4 separate regions of the Mus musculus genome follow, and regions 1, 3 and 4 are each linked to region 2. The links are chromatin contacts, called in public promoter capture Hi-C maps. All regions are on one chromosome and are shown on one strand. The core of a region is the stretch at or near the end of the contact, and the rest is flanking DNA. Distances in the headings are between cores, read along the strand shown.

Evidence for each region. Promoter capture Hi-C pulls out the DNA fragments that hold promoters and counts their contacts.
Region 1: a contact with region 2 is called in a promoter capture Hi-C map of pre-B cells, with 10 times the contacts expected there. The contact joins the promoter of Mpzl1 here to the promoter of Mettl18 in region 2. A contact is called at or near these places in 2 of 39 promoter capture datasets (cranial neural crest and pre-B cells) and 1 of 484 Hi-C or Micro-C datasets (B cells).
Region 3: a contact with region 2 is called in a promoter capture Hi-C map of liver, with 5 times the contacts expected there. The contact joins the promoter of Fmo1 here to the promoter of Mettl18 in region 2. A contact is called at or near these places in 4 of 39 promoter capture datasets (cranial neural crest, hippocampal neurons and liver).
Region 4: a contact with region 2 is called in a promoter capture Hi-C map of liver, with 4 times the contacts expected there. The contact joins the promoter of Tbx19 here to the promoter of Mettl18 in region 2. A contact is called at or near these places in 8 of 39 promoter capture datasets (the 3T3-L1 cell line, the C10 cell line, hematopoietic stem and progenitor cells and 3 more) and 1 of 9 other capture datasets (pancreatic islet).

The regions. Positions count from the first base shown.
Region 1 is chr1:165,631,374-165,636,266 of GRCm38.p6, reverse strand. It overlaps Mpzl1 (myelin protein zero-like 1), which reads left to right and starts at 1,726. Exons shown (of 6, transcript NM_001083897.1): 1 at 1,726-1,964. The coding sequence starts at 1,874.
Region 2 is chr1:163,991,420-163,996,364 of GRCm38.p6, reverse strand. It overlaps Mettl18 (methyltransferase like 18), which reads right to left and starts at 1,476. Exons shown (of 2, transcript NM_027279.3): 1 at 1,294-1,476; 2 at 1-451. The coding sequence starts at 253. BC055324 (cDNA sequence BC055324) reads left to right here and starts at 1,569. Exons shown (of 24, transcript NM_201364.2): 1 at 1,569-1,755. The coding sequence starts at 1,645.
Region 3 is chr1:162,865,041-162,869,796 of GRCm38.p6, reverse strand. Fmo1 (flavin containing monooxygenase 1) reads left to right here and starts at 3,187. Exons shown (of 9, transcript NM_010231.3): 1 at 3,187-3,558.
Region 4 is chr1:165,157,856-165,162,548 of GRCm38.p6, reverse strand. Tbx19 (T-box 19) reads left to right here and starts at 1,776. Exons shown (of 8, transcript NM_032005.4): 1 at 1,776-2,183. The coding sequence starts at 1,987.

The DNA.
Region 1 (4,893 bases), core at 477-2,976, 1.6 Mb before region 2:
GGAGCTGGCTGAAAAGGCCGTAGAAACTGATCCTAAAGGCAAGGTTGACAGTCTAGGAATTAGAACTCTTTTTCTTGATTCTATTTCCTACATCGATCTTTTTCTGAACCACTTCTCAATGCTGCCTTCCTTCTGTGATACCTATGTTATGAGCCTGAGCATGCTCCTCCGTGCCTCCTCCCCACCCCCACCCCTGAGACAGGGTCTCACTAAGTAATCCTGTCAGACCTAGAATCACTATGTAGAACAAACTCTCAAAGGCCCCCTGTTTCTGTCTCCTGAGGGTGGGATTAAAGACATGAGGTGCTCTCCTCAGTACAGATCTGACTTCGTGGCCACTCCCCTTCTGTTGCCCACAGGATAACCTAAGGATGGCCACAAAAAAAAAAAAAAAGTTTTAAGAGTCTCACAGGGTAGTCTACACTGTGTGGCACAGGCTGCCTTAGAACTCCTGATGCAGCCTAGGCTGGCTGGCCTCAAACTTGAGACAGTCCTTCTTTCTCAGACTCCTCCACAGCTTGCCCTTTCTACTTTCCTGCTAAACTCTTGGTTATTAAAACTCCAATGTGTGCTCCTTGAAAGTAAAGTGCCACCGATGGGCAGGACCTGCTAACCGGAAGGCAAAATAGCTGCGATATGCATTCTTGGTTTTCTCCAATTGCCTAGTAATTAGGAACTTGCTCTACTGCAAGGTTAAGGGGCTAGGCCACTGGAAACATCGGAAGGACACTGTTAAGACTGGCTTTTGACAAAATCCTGAAAGGAGAGGCCGCGTTTTGGTCTACTGGACTACGCTCCGCCTATTATAGTCTTGTTCCTAAAACTTGTTTTCCTCCTCCAAACTCTCACTTGGATTTTCCCGTTCTTCGTTCACTCTAATCTGTTTTGTGTCTGGTCCCTCCTTTTTCCCCCTTTGAAGACCATTCTCAGAATCCTCCCTCTCTTTAGGGTTTGCTGGGTAACTAGTAGCAGCCGGCACTTTTCAGAATTGAAGTAAGGCACCGCCTCCGTCCTAACTTTTCATCTATAGGCCGAGGGACGTTGATATGCTAAACAAACAGTAAGTGCAGTCACTGGTTATCTAGGTGGCGGGAAAGAGTTCCAATTCCTATTCCTTTCCTGTCCTCTGAAAAGCCAAAAAAGGGCCTGCTCAGAGGTTAGGGCAAGATGGAGACTTCTCATGTTGCAACGCAAATGATCCAGTTCAGGCAAAGACAGATACTCGGCAAAGGTCAAAGAGATGGTGGGTCTTTTTCTATCTCGACCACTGAATGGAAGTCTTTCCTCACCTCTCTCTTCACTTCACTCCTCCCCTCCCCCACCCGGTCCCTAAATTAATTGCTTTTCTTTAGGTGAGTGAGGCCAGGAGTAACCAAGCAGATCCTAGTCGGAAATGATATCCGGACTTGGAAGAGACCGCGGGGAGGGACATTAAGAGAACTGTGGGACTGGCCCCTCAGAGAGGAGGGCAGCCTCTGGCGGCGGTGGGCCGGAGGGCAGCCCCACGACCAGCCACGCAGGCAGGCTCAAAGTAATGCGGCTGCAGAGGCACAGTACGCGGGCATGCTGCACAGATCACACCAAGGGCGGGGCCCGGAGGGCGGGGCCTTGCCCGAGGGGGCTGACAGGGAGTCGAGTTGTCCAATGGCTTCTTTCCCAGGTTGCCAGGAGGACCAATGAGCGAGCAGTGGGGCGGGCACAGGGGCTGGAGCTGGGCAGAAGGCTGGCGGTTGGCCACTGGGGCCGGGAGCGGGGAGCGGTGGCGTGGAGGTGTCCTCGCGCTCGCAGCCGCGATCCGGACAGAGCTGTGTGGTCTAAGGCAAGCCAGCCGACCGCAGCGGGAAGCCGGGCGGAACGGAGCGGCGGGAGCAGGATGGCAGAGGCCGTCGGAGCCGTGGCACTGATTGCGGCCCCGGCCCGCCGGCGCTGGCTGTGGTCGGTGCTAGCCGCGATGCTCGGGCTGTGTGAGTGATGCCGAGCCGGGGTCGGGCGGGGGCTCCGCGGCCGTGCGCGCGCTCGGGGCGCCTCGGAGGGGAGGGGGCGCGGCCTGCGAGCTCTGGGGCCTGGGCACGCCGCCCGGGGAGCGCGGCCGGGAGCCGAGGAACCTCTTTCTTTGGATCCCTTTGCGTAGAGGGCGAGGGGGGTGGGGCGGGGAGGGGTGAGGGAGCTCCCTACCTTGCAGCTCCCTGGGGACAGTCCCAGGAGCCCACTCACGCCCAGTCCCCTGCGGTCGCCTCCTGGCGATTCTGAGTTGCCCAGGACCTCCCGGGAGTCCGACTCTGGAATTGATGTTCTCCACCTTTGGGAGATGGCGGAAGATTGCAGGATTTTTCACCTGTGGGCCTTTGTTGGTTTATTTCCTTGTTTAAACCAGTGTTTTTCCTTTACCTGGTAAGATCTATTTCGAATGCGCTCAGATCAATTCTTAAGGCTCTATGATTGAAAACTCAGACTCTCATTTATTTCATCTCTGGGGTCTGTAAATCACAGAGGCGAAATTTACGTTACTTCTAGCCTAGAATGCAAAGGCTTGAAAGAATTCGGTCGAATTCGTATTAATGGTAAACATGGGCAAGATAGTTTGACAAGACGAACATTTACAAAGCATGCTTTTACTTTGATTTTAAAAGCCCCCCTCTCAGGCCCTTACCAAATAAACCAGGCTTAAGTTTTTGATAAAGGCTCCGGCTCGGTTTATATGACGTCTTGGACGAGTTGTTTTATGGGGCGTCTGAAGTAGTGTCTGCCCCAGGACTTTTTTTGTGTGTTGTTCAAAGTAAAGTACTTGTTTCTGTCTCAGAATTCAGCTAAGTAGTGGTTACCGAGAGGTCGAACTCCTAAGAAAACACGGAGGGGGTTCCTCCCACTCATTCTTTTGTTGTGTAAAATGTAATTTGTTCAAAATCCATTACTCAGTACTTTCTTTCGTGCAAAAGTTCTTAATGTAGTAGTCTCTCGAACCAGGAGTATAGGTGAGATTCTGTTGGATTTCCAGCTTTCATTTAAGCTCCTAGTTAATAGCTTGGAGGTGAAAATGGACAAGATTCTTTTTTTTTTTTTTTTTTTTTATGTATCAGATGGGATCTGTTTTGTTTTTGTTTTTGTTTTCCTGTTTCTCCTAAGGAAACAGAAAAGGCGTGGGTTTTTGTTTGTTTGTTTGTTTGTTTGTTTTTGCCATTTTTTTTTCTATTGGTGCCGGCTGTATTTGTGTTTAAGCAAAGGAACACAGAACAGACCCAAACTCCACTTTATCAGACTGATTGTGGGCTGAATTGTGTGATGTCAGACATTGCCGTTGGGGACAGGGCGGTCAGAGTGATCTTAAATTCAGGGTGTTAAAAGCTGCAGAAGCAGGGACTGTGTTATGAATGAAATGTCACCTGCTCTGCTATAAAAGAAACCATTCTTCTTCTTCTTTTTTTTTTAGAAGCCAGGTATGATGGCTTACACCTGAAATCCCAGCACTTGAGTGGTTGGGACAGGGGGATTGACATGAGTTGGAGGCCAGTCTGGGCTGATTTGAAGGAACTACACATAAGGGCTCATCTTTTACAAAACATTCTGAGACAGCATCTCACTGTTTTATCACAGGCTGTTCTTGAACTGGGCATCGTCCTGACTCTGCCTCCCAAGGGCTGGATTAAAGGTGTATACCACACCTGACTTTTCTGTTTTTGGGGTTTCTTTTCACCGTGTTGCCTAGACTGGCCTTCAACTCCTGGGCTCAAGCAGTCCTGCTTCAGCCTCCAGGAGCCTGGGACCTGCAGGAACACACCACTGATCTCATCCAGAATAGCCTCTCAAGTTCTGTTCAGTTACTTAGCAAGTATCTATCCGCACCTCTTAGATGTTAAGTACTTGAAACTCACGGAACGTGGGGTCACGTGGGGTCACATTCTTTACCCTAAGACTGCAGGTTCTTGAGAAGTCAAAACAGTCAAATCAATAGTTAAAACAAAACAAAACAAAAAAAAGAAAACAAAAAAAGAAAAAAAAAGAAAGAACATTTTCAGTGGAGATTTATTCAGTGTGGCCACGTTGGGAAGACACACGGAGATCCAGTGACTCAATTCCAGCCATCCCCAGGGTCCTGAAAGTTTAAAGTTTAAATAGAGGGCCAGAGACACATGCAAGTCTAAGCAGTTCAGGTCAGGGTTGTGGCTCACCCACCATTGACCAGTCATTATCTGGGCTTACGTCTCTCCAGCAAGGTGGTCCAACAACTTGTTAGTGTTGCAAGCTGCTGACAGTTACATTCTAAGTATGGAAGCGCTCAGCCTTGAAACTTGATTAGGATCTTGTCCTAGACTTTAGCTTTCCAGGGCAGAGGCCTGCTATTTAGAAAGTAAATTAAACTCTACAAATAACCAGTGTGGTCCAGTCTGTATTTTGATCTTGTATCAAAACTCGTCCCTTTTCTCCTTCCCCTTAACAGTCTCATCTGTGCTGTATATGTTCACCTGTATAGACTAGTGTTAAATGTGAAGAACACTGGACTGAGATGTTCCAGTACTCACAATTCTTGCGAGCTGCTCACAGAGTGAGGTTGTTTACATACCTGCTGACCCGGTCACACCCTCATCCGCGTTACTCTGCTTTAGATTCTCTCTCTTGGGGATTATTTTATACGCTTATTCTTTCCTGGCATTTTTTTACTGATGATGATATAAATCAGCACCGAGGCAGAGGAAGAATAAGGTCGAAAAGACCAGCTATTACGCACTGACGCCTTATTGACTTACGTAGCGATTTATTTCAAGCGCTGCTTGTTCTGCCTATTGACCAAACATGACTTCCTTCACCTGCTACCTGAAGCAAAATGACCTGGAGAAACAGCCGAGACAATGGGCAGTTGGCCTTAACCACCTGCCGACTGCCAATATGCTTCTATAA
Region 2 (4,945 bases), core at 227-2,726:
GCTGGTGTTTACAAGCTTCTGGGTCATCTGACCTGTCAGCAATAGGGGGTGGGCTGCCAGTGTCTTCAGAGGAAGCTGCATTTCCCAGTGAGGAGCATTTCCAAGAGTGATCCCGAGGCAAGCCCGGACGTTCTGTAGATTGCCTTTTGTCCTGCTTTCCTTTCTGACTTTCTAAGACACAAGTTCCATCATCGAGGGATGTTAATTTATTTTCCAGATCTTCTTCTATGCTGAAATTGAATTGAAAGGCCATCCTCTTTTTCTATGCACACCGTTTTTTTACCAAAGGATGATGCTTCAGCTTCTAGAAAGAATTTAATGGCATAACCGATCACACAGTCGATTAGTTCTGTTGCGCCCAATGTCTGTTAGCTGCGTATACACCATCAGATGTATTCAGAGGGGGCTCCAAAGACGTTTTAGACGCCTTTGATCCTTTTTCAGTTCAGCCCTGGAAAGGGAAGGGGGAAAAGAAAATGTTTAAAAACAAAAACAAAAAAAGGCTGTGTGTATGCGATTTAGCAAAATGCACAGATGCCTTAAGTATTCAAAAGTAGAAGATAAAACATAAAGACAAACAAAAGAATAGCTATAGCAGCTACCACCTTCACCAGAACAATAAACCCCAAGATTTGTAGACAGGACAGCCTAGCTACCTGCTGCCTGGTCTTTTTTTTTTTTTTTTTTTTTTTGGTTTTTCGAGACAGGGTTTCTCTATAGCCCTGGCTGTTCTGGAACTCACTTTGTAGACCAGGCTGGCCTCGAACTCAGAAATCCACCTGCCTCTGTCTCCCGAGTGCTGGGATTAAAGGCGTGCGCCACCATGCCCAGCTTCCTGCCTGGTCTTTTAGTTGCCTTGTGCTCAGGCATCTTCACCTTCATCTTCCTAAATTTCTGACGCATCTACAGTAATTATTTTCTCTTTGTTCACAGTGGCATCCAGGTTTGTTCCTTCATCTCTGCCTCGCAAAAACAGTTTAAGGTTTTATTTGGGTAAGTAGGGTATCCATTTTCAAACACACACAGGTGTGTGTGATCTGGTGTGTGCAAACTCATCCAAACGGTACATTTATGTGTACGTAGTTCTACACCTTATGTGACTGGAGGGATGAATAAAGACTAGGACTGTGGAAAGTATAATCGATTGTATAGAAACATTTCCGGCAATATGCCAGACCATAACACCCGTTTTAATTTGCACATTTCTGGACGGTGGGATCTCCGTTCACTTGGCAGGAGCCGTAGGAACGGAAGCACGCACGCCAGTAAAATCATTCCTATTCTCGAACGCACCTCACAGGGGAGTAGAGTCATTCCTGGCCTCAGCCCAGGTCACCCTTGAAACTACGCGTCGTCTCAAAGTCCCCCCGGACTGAGGATAGCAAACCTGAGGACTTCTGGTCTCAGCATTGGAAAGTCAGACGCCAGGGCGAACAAACTACCGGAGAAACTCGCCTTCAGCCTACGGCGAACACCAACGAGATGAGTCCTCCAATAGCTAGAGAGGGCCCCGACGCTTGGGGGCGAGAGTGCTCCTCTCTATGGTTTGGTGGGGGCGGAGCTCTCTCAAAGCCTGCTGGGACGGCGTTCCAAGCTGTGGCGGGAGTCGTGCGGATTCGTTCGTCTCTCGGGGGTGGCGAAAGAATGTCGCAGGACGATGCGGAGGTGGCGAGCGGGGTCGTGCTGGAGGAACTCAGCAGCTGGTCGGAGGAGATGTGCCGTCGGGAGCTGCCTTCGGTGCTGCCCCGGCTCCTCATATCCTTGGAGGGCGCTGAGCGGGGGGTGTGTCGCGAGCCTGCTCCGCCCTGACGCGGGCAGCCTGGGATTCGAACTCTGTTTTGTTTTGCGAGGTGATGGTTAAGGGAACGAGGACAACCGTGGGTTGAGGGGCTAGGCGCGCCTAGCATTGTCGGACGATTGCGACTGGAGCGTTTGAAAATGATGAGTGCTCTCATGCCTTAAGTTTAGTTCTCTGTTCCTAAGTTTGCCCGGTCGGTCGCACTTGCCTAAGTGTGGGAGATGCCCGCGCTGGTGCTCAGTATCTGGATGAAGCGTGAGAGCTGAAGGATGTAGTTGTAGTTCTTCCGTGGTACCACATCTTCAAAGGATGGTCTGTAAACAAAAATGCTTTTCCCCTTTCGAACCCGTTTCCCTTTTAAGTTACAAGGCGGTGCTTCAGGTATTGGCTTTAATCGAGTTGTAATTGTGTGGAGTTAGGTGCAAAGAATAATTATGTAATGCTTTTGTGTTTGTAATTGGAAGTCGACTCCCTTCATGTAAAAGGTGATTTTAATTTTATGATTTTGATCATACCTTCTATTTAAAATTACACACACAGAAACAGACACACACACACCCCTCCAAAAACTGAAAATACCATTACATTTAGTGAAAGTTCAAACCTTGCACGAATGATGTTTCATAGTATAACTTAAGTTCTCTCACACTGAAGTCATTCCTTAGACATTAGCAAAATCCAACGTGGTGCTGATGACCGTTTTTAAAGTACTCCGTGTGTGGATATGGAATTATTTTGCTTTTTAGATGGTAGTCCTGACTGGCCTGATACTAGCTATACAAAACAGACTGGTCTTGGGTTTGCAGTAATCCTGAGTTTGCAGTGCTGGAATTTTTGTGTGTCAACGAGAAGGGTTGTTTTTATGGAATTTCCTCCTGGAAACAACTGTTTTCCTACTCAAAAGATGTTTATTTATGTAATGTGTGTCTCAGACTGCTAGGCTTAGAGGGAATGAAGATATCTGTTATTTACCCTCCCCTCAGTATTACAGGTACCACACTACATTTAGAGTACCATTTCTACCTTACCTTGCTACCTACTGAAAACGCAAATCTCATTTCCAGGTTTTCTTCTGTAAGTAAACCTTGAACACTCTTTTTGCAACCAGCTAATTATGATTTCTGATTCTAAATTACTCCATGAATCTACCTGTCCCCCACTGTGATTCTAATCTTTACAACCTGTACTAGGAATATTTTTTTTATTTTCTACATAGTTCTTCTATAATACATTCTTAACAAAGTTTAGAGTAAAAACAAGCAAACAAACAAACAAACAACTCCAAACCTCCCTCTTTTATATGTGGCTTAATTTTAAAAACACAGTCTGAACTTGTCTCCAAGGTTCCCTATAGTTTGAACCTGGCCTGTCCTTCATACATAATGTCCTTACATTCAGTCCACCAATCATCAGGCTGACCTACTTCAGGGTCTTTGTTCTCAGCCCAGCTTGTTCTCCAGTCTTTTCAACATCTCATTCTGGGCTTCCTCAGAGTTACTTTCTTACAGGAACCTTTTTATCAATCTTTTTTTGTTTGTTTGTTTGTTTTGTTTTTTCAAGACAGGGTTTCTCTGTGTAGCCCTGGCTGTCCTGGAACTCACTCTGTAGACCAGGCTGCCCTCGAACTCAGAAATCCGCCTGCCTCTGACTCCCAAGTGCTGGGATTAAAGGCGTGTGCCACCACACCCGGCTCCTTTTTCTCAATCTTAAGCAGTCCTTGAAACCTTTAACTTTTTTTTTTTTTTTTAAGGTTTTGATTGCTTTGTTAAAACACTATGATCAAAATCATCTTGGGGAGAAAAAGCTTTATTTCAGCTTGAGTGAAGTTCCATATCACAGTCCATTATCAAAGGAAGTGAGGACAGGAACTCAAGCAAAGCAGAGACCTGTGGAGAAGGACTGCTTTCTCCTCAGTCTATGGAGGAGGACTGCTTACTCCTCAGTCTGTGGAGGAGGACTGCTTGCTCCTCAGTCTGTGGAGGAGGCCTGCTTACTGGCTTCCTCCTCGGCCTGTGGAGGAGGACTGCTTACTGGCTTGCTCCTCAGTCTGCTTTCTTAGCACCCAACGCCACCAGCCCAGTGAATACTGCTCAAAGTGAGCTAGGCACTTTCACATCAGTCATCAAGAAAATCCACTTCAAATCAAGTGAGCAAAGCCCACACGAACTCAGAGACTGAAGCAGCAAGCACGGCATACACAAGAACCACACCAAATTCTCTTGTGCATGTATTCCAGCTTTCAGCTTAGTATTTTGATAGGACGCCAGAGTATGTGAACAAGTGGGTCGGAGTATTATGCTTTCTCTTGGGCTCTTTTTCTTCTGTTGGCTCGCCTTGTCCAAATTTGATTTTTTTAAAATCTTACTGTAATTTATTTTGTGTTTTCTTATCTCTGAGAAGCTTGATATTTTCTAATAGAGACAGAAAGGGAGGATCCTGATGGGAGGGGTGCTGGGGAGGAACTAGGAGGAGCAGAGGGAGGGGAAACTGTAATCAGGATATATTGTTTTAGAAAAGATTATTTTCACTAAGGATCGGGGAATGCACTATAGACTTGCCTTTAGGCAAACGTTATGGAGGCATTTACTCAAGAGTCCCTTCTTCCAAATGACCAGCTCATGTCAATTTGACCTAAGACTGACCAGCACACTATTACATTTATGGTGCTGCTTACAGTTTCCTGGAGACCATTTGATCCTTAAAAGAACTTATTTGCCTATCCACTTTTTTTCTTAATTGCACTGCTAAGTACAGAAGCAGGAACTTGCTTTTATCCTTACCACTGAGAATAGTTACTGGCACATATGTATTCAATAAAAATGCCTAGGTGTTGTTACCAAGGTGACTCAGTGGGTCAAGGCGCTTTGCTGCCAAGCCTGATAACCTGAGTTCAATCCCTGATACCCACAAGGTAGGATTGCTGCAGGTTGTTCTCACAGTGCCCACCTCCCCACACAAAAATGCCTAGGTGTCTCAAATAAGTAGTTTTCAGTATAGTAGTATTTACTTTCATTATGTACAACAAATGGAAGAAAAGTGAAGTAGATCACAATCTTATCACTTAAAATTAGTTTCATGCTTTTCTTCTTATATATTGCCCAGCCTGAATATTTTCAGGCTTATAATGTAATTGTGGAGTAGCAAACT
Region 3 (4,756 bases), core at 1,938-4,437, 1.1 Mb after region 2:
AACGTGTAAGAGAATGTGCCTGGGAGAACTGGCTCCTATTAAAGATGTTTGCTTTCTTAATGAAACACAGCCAAGAAAAGTACTTTATGTAGGGGAGTTGAGGAGGGGAGATCTGCATATATTTTAAACTTTGGGGGTTGTTTTTTTGTTTGTTTGTTTGTTTGGTTGGTTGGTTGGTTGGTTTGGTTTGTTGGTTTTGTTGCTGGGTTTTTTGGTTTTTGTTTTTTGTTTTTGTTTTTTGGCATGGCATGAAAGGAAAAGGGTATAATTTATAAGTGGGGCTAAAACTAACCCCATGTAGCTTTTCAGCTCTAAAATTATATGGCTTTAAGAACGAATCAAAGTGGGAGAAGAAAAGGAGATTTAAGACGATGGGACTGGAGAAATGGCTCAGCAGTCGAAAGCAAGTACTGATCTTACAGCAGACCTGAATCCAGTTCCCAACACCCACATAAGATAACACACAACCTCCTGTAACTCCAGCTTCAGGGGACTGCATGTCCTCTTCCAGGTTCTGCAGGCACCTGCAATCACATGTGCACATTCACACATACTAATTAAAACTAAAAGTAAATTTTTAAATGGAGATGATTTTGAGATAGAATGAAAGATTCAGTTAACAGCCTTCTAGTTCTTTGCTTAGTGCTGGCTGGGCACAATGTATTCATCACCAAATAGCAATACTTGGAAGTAAAACAGAATTTTTCTTAAGACACTGGGGACCTTTTGGCAATGCCTCAGCACTTCTTACTGGCCTATCCAAGACAGAAGAACATCCTTCTTGAAAGTGGATGGTTATTGGACTGCAAATGAAGAGCTTGTTCTGTCTACTTACGCGATTCTGGCCCAGAACGGGCATGTTGCTTACTTTGGCTCTCAGTTATTTGAGCAGACTAACCATGTTTCCAACCAACCACTAGGGAGCCATATAGTGCAAATCTATACTATTTCCTAAAGTCCACACTCACTCCAGTGAAGTCTGAGTGGCAAGTCCAAAAGCTTGGCTGCAGTCCTGAGGCAAATTGTTCCACAGAAACTTGTCTCCTGAAGAGTCTCTGGTGCCCCATAACCAGATTTGTCCCTGCGAAAATGTGGAGGGTCTTGCATGCTTTCTTGCAGTATTTTACTGGATAAGAACTAAAAATCTCAGGGCTAGTTCAACAAAGTAAACTTAGAATTACAGCCGAGTCACTCCCATATTCAGGAATTTACAGTTGTCTAGGAACAAGGAGGGTTATGGTTTAAGGAGGAACTAGAGTATTGTATTATTAATGAAAAGGTTAGCAAGAGTGGAAACACTCTGGTGCTGGGTTATTCAATAGACCAGAATTGCACCTGGGCATATTCGCCCTTTCACCTGGATCCTATCAATAGCTGACTTTAGATAGGGCTGATAGTACCTCAGTTGTAAACTCTGCCTGGTTCCTGCCAGTCTTTATGTATGCATTTCTCTGTTTTATGTCAGATAACTTCAATGTACCTTGGCTGATGTGTCACTTAACTTCTTTGTTTTCTTCTGTAATATAAGTCTGATGCTCACTTTGAGACATTACGTTCAGATACAGCACTCTCTCTGTGTCAATGTCTGTTTGTCACTCTTTGCCAACTTCTTGCTCACCTGTACCAGTATCCTGGTTCCCCATGGGTTGAAGAACCAACTGAGTCCAGTCCTAGGCACTAAAGAAAATTTATTGGCTACCAATGTGGCTCACTTGACTAACAGGCTAGAGGCCTTTCTTCATCCTGTATCCTTAACTATAGGTGACTAATATTGATCCCTAAAAGCAGCCAGAATGGAAACTACCAGTGAAGGTCAGATGCCTCATTCATTTAATAATTAATAAAAGTCTCTGGCCAATTATGGAAATGAATATAGTAAAATGATCATGTTTATGATCACTCAGTAGCCTAATCTCCCTTATGTGCAGTTTGTCACCACCGGGGCCAAGTGACTCCTTTAGTGTTCTCCATGTACACACCAACGTAATTTGAATGCTAAACTTTGGACAGTAACCTAGTCCTAACTCTTAAGATGCTTCTGACTGAAGGTCACATTCAAAGGGACATCTGAGCTAACAGTCGTCCTGAAGGCTTACCTTATGGTCAAATTTAAGTTTTGAAATCCTTCAATGACTACCATCCTCAGAGCTTCAGGAGGGTAACTTGAACTAAGAACTCACAGCCAGCAATGTTGTCGACTTGCCAAGTGCTTAATGAGTCAGCAAGATCAGAGCTGAGCCGAACAAACAATCGGAATGTTTGATGTTCTATAGCATCCTCCAGAAGTGAAGTTACAGGCTGTGCTGAAATGGTTAAGAAAATATTTAGCCTGTCAAGAGCCTTTTACTGCCTCAGTCCACCAGTGTCTCTTGGAGTTTTCTTTTTCATGCCTGTAGGAATCTCTTCAATACCGAGGATCAATGATAAAAAAATAATTGAGCAATGTCTCTTGGAGTTTTCTTTTTCATGCCTGTAGGAATCTCTTCAATACTGAGGATCAATGATAAAATAATAATTGAGCAATGCATAACACTATCAACACCCTTATGCACCAGAGTTTCCTATGCGCATGACCATCTCACATAGATTACCTCATCTAACTCCACAATAACTATTTGAGGAAGCCATTGAATTACATATTTTTAATTGAGGAATCTGGAGCTGAGCAAAATCAAACATTTTTCAAAGATTACTTTGATAAAAAAAAAAAAAAAAAAAAAAAAAAAAAAAAAAAAGCTAGTGAACACATTAGAAGCCAGGACTCATGACTTCGAAGGCTATGTACTTCTCACACATCTGTCTTGCATTTCCCAAGCACCTGGACAATCATCTACAGTTAAAGGAGCTTTAAAATGTGTTTAATAAATGTAAGTAATGTGTGCATTTTAAAATAACAATTTTCTCTAAGTGAGAAATGGACCAAAAGTCTTAAAATGCAAGTTTGATGTAGCAGCTGTTAATATGATTGTGAATTTATGTAGCAGATGTTAATTTCATCCTTAGCCCAGGGAAGAATGAAATGAAGGATACCATTATAAGTACCCAATTTCATTTATAGTTTGCAAACAGAAGGATGAGTTTTAAGTACATATCACCAGGCAGTCTGTCTCTCAGCATACCACTGTTGCAAGTAATCAATTGAACACACAAACAACAGCTAACCTTCGGTTCCAATTTTTTTTCCTAACGCTTCTTATCTCTTAGACCAGGCTCATCCTGTGTGCAGGGAACTCCCAAACACTGGCTCAAAACAATTTTGATTGTTACTAGCTCTGGGATCCTAATTGTGTCAGGGCCACTGGAATGAGCAATTACAGCTACTTAGAGTCAGTAACCCCATAAAAATCTCCGATTCCTCTGGGTGAAGAAGGTGGAGCTGAGTTTTTCCTGTTTTTTCTTATTGTACATCAGAGAGGAGTCGTCTCAACAGAACACAGCTCCCTCCACGAGTGACCCTGGGGGAATTTTTCGACCATCCCTTGCTCCAACGTAAGGAACAGAACTTGAGACCTTGTCACAGGAACATAAAGTCAGATTGCTAAACTTCTGCATTTACTGGTAAGTCCTCTGCTGGATGAGTTATTAAGTGCTTCCCTCAGCAGCCTCTAGCATGGTATGAGTTAATGGTTTGTAAGGTATATCTACCACGTATCAGTATGTTACATTAACTGAAACAAAAAGCAAGCCTTTCTGAAAAGTTGACTAACTTAGGTTTGCACTTCACCAATTTTCTGTTTCTGTGTTTCCTGCTCTATTCTGTACTTGGGAATCAAATTTCTCGATTTTTGTACTATTTATAAATCTTATCTGCTAATCTTCAATCCACAAGTATCCAGATGAAGGCTTTGAGAGTCACTTCTACAGTTTAATTCCATATATTTTATGTAAGCATAGAAAACATGGGTCTCAATGCCCAGTTGTTTTCTTAGAGTCTTTACTCTCTTAGGGAACTTGTTATAACCTTGTAAGAGGCAGCATGTGTTATGTGGTAGATGGTTTAGGATTAGGCTTGAGGAAGTAAATGTCTGCTGTTAAGAGGTTACAAATCTCAGAACATACTCTTATTCCAGCCCAGGTCCCAATTATCCATCTGAATATACTACAAGTGCTAACGCTTGAACTGACACAACCCATTTAGGGATATGCTCTGATAGGGCAGTCTGTGCCTGTCAGTATTCTGAGATATTGGCACACACTAAAGAAGAATGTGGGGGTACCTGCCTGCGTGAATAAAGATGCCTTCCTAGTGAACGTGTAAGTGAGTCATACTGGTTAACTGATCCAGTGCTAATTACCCTCAGTTAGAGGATAATCTTCTGAAAAAAACAAAAAACAGTAAGGTCTCCAAGTCAATTTAAAACACACTCAAAAGGTAAGACTTGGATTAGAGGTTCCCAAACTTCCCAGGTTTAAAGTGATGATTTGCATGTCAGCAATTCCTTCACAGTTCCCCCAGGCCAAAGTTCCTGCTAAGTAGTCAAGCCCAAACAAATCTGTGCTTATGTTCTAACTGTTGTAGGCGGTTGTACAGATTGTAAAGAAATTGAAAGAAAATTCGTTTTTATTTCACTCATAATCACACTCAGTGTGGATTTATGGGGTGGCTGAGCGCTGTAGATTCTCAGATCTTAGGATCAGCTAAGACAGGACCTTCTCATGTGTTGTTCCTCATAGAACACTTTCCCACTTTTTATCATAGAAGCTGTTGAGCCCCTGCTTCATAAAACTGCATGGAGAGGACCCGGGGTGTGTGTGT
Region 4 (4,693 bases), core at 527-3,026, 1.2 Mb before region 2:
GAGGAGGCATGACCCTGGGAGCAGGCTTTCAGATCCCTTCTTAAACCACACCTTCAGTGTACCTTTTTATTGTGTGAGGTGATATATGCTCTGTGGGTCAGGGTGTGGTTATCTTTCGGGTCAGTATATATCCTACCACGTTTTAAAATTATAAATATGTATAGAATTGCAACATCAATTTCCAAATAAAGTGTGGCTCTGCTTGAGTCCCCATCCCCCTCAGCTTCTTTGCCTCAGTAAGTGGACTAATTCATCATGCTAGACATTGGTTCCCTCATACCCAGTTCAGTGCTGCCCACATTTCCCCCTTGAGCAGTGAGTCCTACTACTCTGCCCTCTAGCAGGTCCCTGCCTGGTCCTAGCCATGACTACTGGGTCCCCTCTTCTGGATACTCAACTTTCTCTGTGTCCTTTCCGTCACTGTTGAGATGCCTTCTCAAATCGCCTTTCTACAGCACAGCATCTAATCAGGACCCTCCCCACCCCAGCCCCGCCTCACCTTGCATGGCTTCCTCCACCACTTCGTCCTTTTGCATGATCTTTATTTTCTTACCGTGGCTGATAACCAAACTACTTCATGTCACTTCTTTCCCCTGTCAGATGGGTCGTTCTACGAAGATATCGCTTCTCTTCTATCACTTCTGTGGAGTGCTTAGTAGGTACTCAGTTCATGTTTGGCATCCTCCACATTCAGACTCCCCCTAAGTTTTCTGCTTTTATTTCCCCATTGCTCTGACATTCTTGTTTTCTTTTATAACAAGATAAACCAGCACCCTAGGCTCTCCTAGGGTTGGGGTGTTCCAGCTGTTTTGATGGTCTCCTTCATGGTTTCTACCTCCCCATCCAGCCACCCTGTGCTGTGTCTTTAGGAGAAGTAACCGTTTCTACTAATTACATCCTCAGGGAATAGCGGGACTCAATCCGGAAGGACAGCGTTGGCCACGGCTGTCCCAAAAGAGAACTGGGAGCCTTTTTGGACCAACGATTAGCATCACTCAGTCCAATGATGTAAAACGTTGATTCCCACCCAGGAGGCGCAGAGTTTTTCTTAGAATAGTTCAGGACAAATTACTTTCCCCCTTCCTTTCACTAGGACTGGAGATAAGAGAGACTAGGGGTCTGGATTCGAGGGAGGAAGATCAAAGTTCAAAGCTGAAAATGAAAAGGACCTTAGAGGTAAAAAGGGTGTGAATGTGGGTGGGTACAGTCAGTGGGGAGATGACAGAGGAGCTCCCTAGGGGAAAGAGGTCTGTAGTTCTTTTCCTCCTGACTTCAGTTTCTTGAGTGTAGCATGCAGAGAGACTTCCTTTATTCTCAGGTCTTGTATCTTGGCACAGAGCCCTTCACCCTCAGCATAGACTGCTCTTGTCTGCAGGGCTTCTGTGTCTGTTCAAGTTGCTAGATCAGGGTGGAGGGAGTTCAGCTGACTACTCTGCCAGGACAGCTTGCCCAGACAGCAAGTTTGTGGCTCCCCTGCCAGCACCTCCTTTTCTATAGGTGCCACATGCCACAATTTATACGCAGACATGATTTGACTGATTGTTGCAGTCCGGGCCTGGAATAATTTTAATTAACGGGAAAACGGTCCTCAATACACCGATTAGACCTCTTCAGGTACAACAAGATAAAAGCCTGATAATTTGGATGGAGTACTCTTCTTAAACGTCTACTGTAGGCAGGGCGGCCAATGGGAAAGCCAGGCTGACTCCCACCTGATCCAGTGAGTAATTAAGAGAGCGCTTTTTCTTCTCCACCTCCCCCCACCCTCTCCTCCCTGCTCCCCAACTGAAGCTTAACAGGTTGGTGGTATAATTTGGAGACTTTCAGGGGTGTCACACTGGAAGCTTTAGCAAGAGCCAAGGCATCTTATTCTACTCCCAGACACTGACCAGCTGGGGTCGAAAAGCCAGCAAGTGAGGGAAGGAAGGAGCCGGAGGCAGAGAAAGTGGGAACGGCTCTCAGCAAAGTTTGAAAGGGTCTACAGCCATGAGTGAACTGGCCACACAGAAGGCTGGCGAAGGCACTGTGTCTCGCCTGCTTAACGTGGTGGAAAGTGAGCTCCAGGCAGGGAGGGAGAAGGGAGACCCTACAGAGAAGCAACTTCAGATCATCCTGGAGGATGCTCCCCTCTGGCAGAGATTCAAGGAAGTCACTAATGAAATGATCGTGACCAAGAACGGCAGGTGAGTTTGACTGCAGCCCACTTGTGCTAGCCTTTGCTTGGCGAGGAAGGTAAGACACCTTTGGTAGTAAAGAGGCTACCACTCTTCGTTCAGAGGCAGCAGGCTCTGAACATCTTAAAGACAGTCTCGGCTGGCCGTCACTCAGCCAACTTAATTTCTTTGAGATAATCAGAGCAGTGGAAGATGGAGGCCACCTGTCTTACCTACATGTATTATATGGGGAATTATTTTGCAGGGGAGCATGCCCCATGCATTGGGGAAGTGGACTCAACTGTCAGAAACTGGTATTAATTTTTGAATGACTGTGTCCCCTGGAGCAGACCTGTGTTCAGTCCTGTTCAGATAATGTGAAAGTTGACTTTATTTGGAAACTGGATAGTTTGTTCTTAAGCACAGCACACCTGTCTGTCAGACGATTTTGACTAGTTGAAGACTGGGATTGAAAGGGCCACATGGCCTATCTCTCTCTGCCTGCTTCCTTGTGCATGTTGAGGGAGAATGAGTTTCGATTGTGTGTTTCACATAGTTAGGAAAGCTGGCGTATAATAGGGAATGAAGCTCTAATGCCCAGTTTTAGGAAAGAGAAGTTTTCTTCTTTCATTCTCCCTGCAAAGAGTGGGGATTGTCCATACCGCTCCCTGCTGGCATTTCTCAGATCCTGTGAAGCTTAGCCTGTTAGGCGCCTTTGAGGGAACTTTAAAGCTTGAGCTTAGCAGAGGAGATGCAAATGTTTTGAAAGAGACTCCCACTGCATGCTCACACATCTTTGGGTACCTATGGACACAAAGTACCCGAAGGACATTTTCAGTAGTGTTAGTTGAGCCCAGACTCTTTTTCTTACACCTTGAGAGAAATTTTGCTTAGAGAGAAAAGTTGAAATTAGCTGAACCTCAGGCTGACTTTTGTCGTTGATAAAAAGCCTTCAATTTCTGGTGTCTTAGCTTTGTAATTATGAATAAAACACAGCAACGAAAGAGAGCTGTCCCTTGTACAGCTGGGAGGATTATGAACGTGAGAGCTGTTGCATGACAATAAACTACTGTAAGACAAAGTTATACAGTAAACACACACATTTTATACACTGCGATCACAGTAGCAAAGCTACCAACCTTGTGTAAAAGTGACAGTCTTTTACTTTCCACACAGACTCCCATGTGTGTACTATACATTTATGGCTTTGAATATTTGAAAATTTAATTTCACACGTTTCTTTTCTTTGTATAAAATATTTTTAATTTCAAAGGTCTACCCCACATTCTCAATCGGATTCGGTCCCTTCCAAAGATGAGCGCAGATGCACTTGTGACTCGCAGCTGTCATGTGGGGAGCACTCTGTGTGTGTTGGGTTACTGAGTCACCACGCCGCTAGCTACGTTCCATTGTTTGACCCTGTACGATGATCTAAAGAAGTACAGCCAATAGACAAAGATATGGTTCAAGTATTTTCCTAAAGGCAATAGGATCTTCAGAGGCGTTGCCCAGTCCAAACTGATAGTAAATGATAGCAGAATGTACCTTTGCCACTTGAAAAGAGGGCCTCTTAACCTTTTTTTTTAAACCTCAGAAAAATTTCTTTCAGTATTTAAAGTTCCTTGTGCTTAACGTCACTCCTATTAATTATGTGAATTTGTGTGTGTGTGTGTGTGTGTGTGTGTGTGTGTGTGTGTGTGTAAACAGTGTACTTGTGGCTAAAGTAGTTCTCTGCTGTGAGTGAAATCTTTTTCTTAAATTACCTTACCTCTGCTGAGCTCTTTGGGGTAAAGATTTTCCCAGGCATTGGGCAGTGTGCTTTATGCTTTAGAGGAGGAGGGGCTTCAGGTGTGTGTGTGTGTGTGTGTGTGTGTGTGTGTGTGTGTGTGTGTGTGTGTGAGACATCGATGGAGCTGCTCAGGACCTGCTTTTACTCTCCTTGGGTTTCAGATTAAGACCTACTTTATTCCCTTCCCACAGACCACACCTTTCCAGCTTTATCTTCTCCTCACTCTCCTCTTCCTTCTCTCTCCCCGTCATCTCTTCCCCATGTCTCCTTCTCACCCATTCTTCTCCAGATTCCCATTCCCACCTTCCTCCCAGTCTCCCCAGCAGGTGGGTCAGCCGCCCTTCTCCAGGGGGAGCTGCTTTACCGCCTGGCTCTGTGCATTACCAATGTGTGGAGTTTCCAGAATGTTCGTTTGCTTAGATCAGCGAGCCAAGCCCTGAACACTTGTACTCGAATGGCTCCCTTCTCTCCTCTTTCTGCCTTGCTCCCATGGCAGCACAAAGGAGGAAGAAGAGAAGGTTGCCCCTTAGCCAGGTTCATTTCCATGTCTGGGTAGCCTGGGAACGCCTTTCTCTACTGTTTACAAGTCATATCACAGCTATCTGCACAATCTGCTTCTAACCTGATGCTACCGCTCTCTACCTCTGGTTTCTATGGACTTCACAGCTGCACCTGAGCTCATGCCTGCTTACTTTCATGTATGACATTCATGGGTCATGTGTTTCATAATCATACAACATACATGCACATG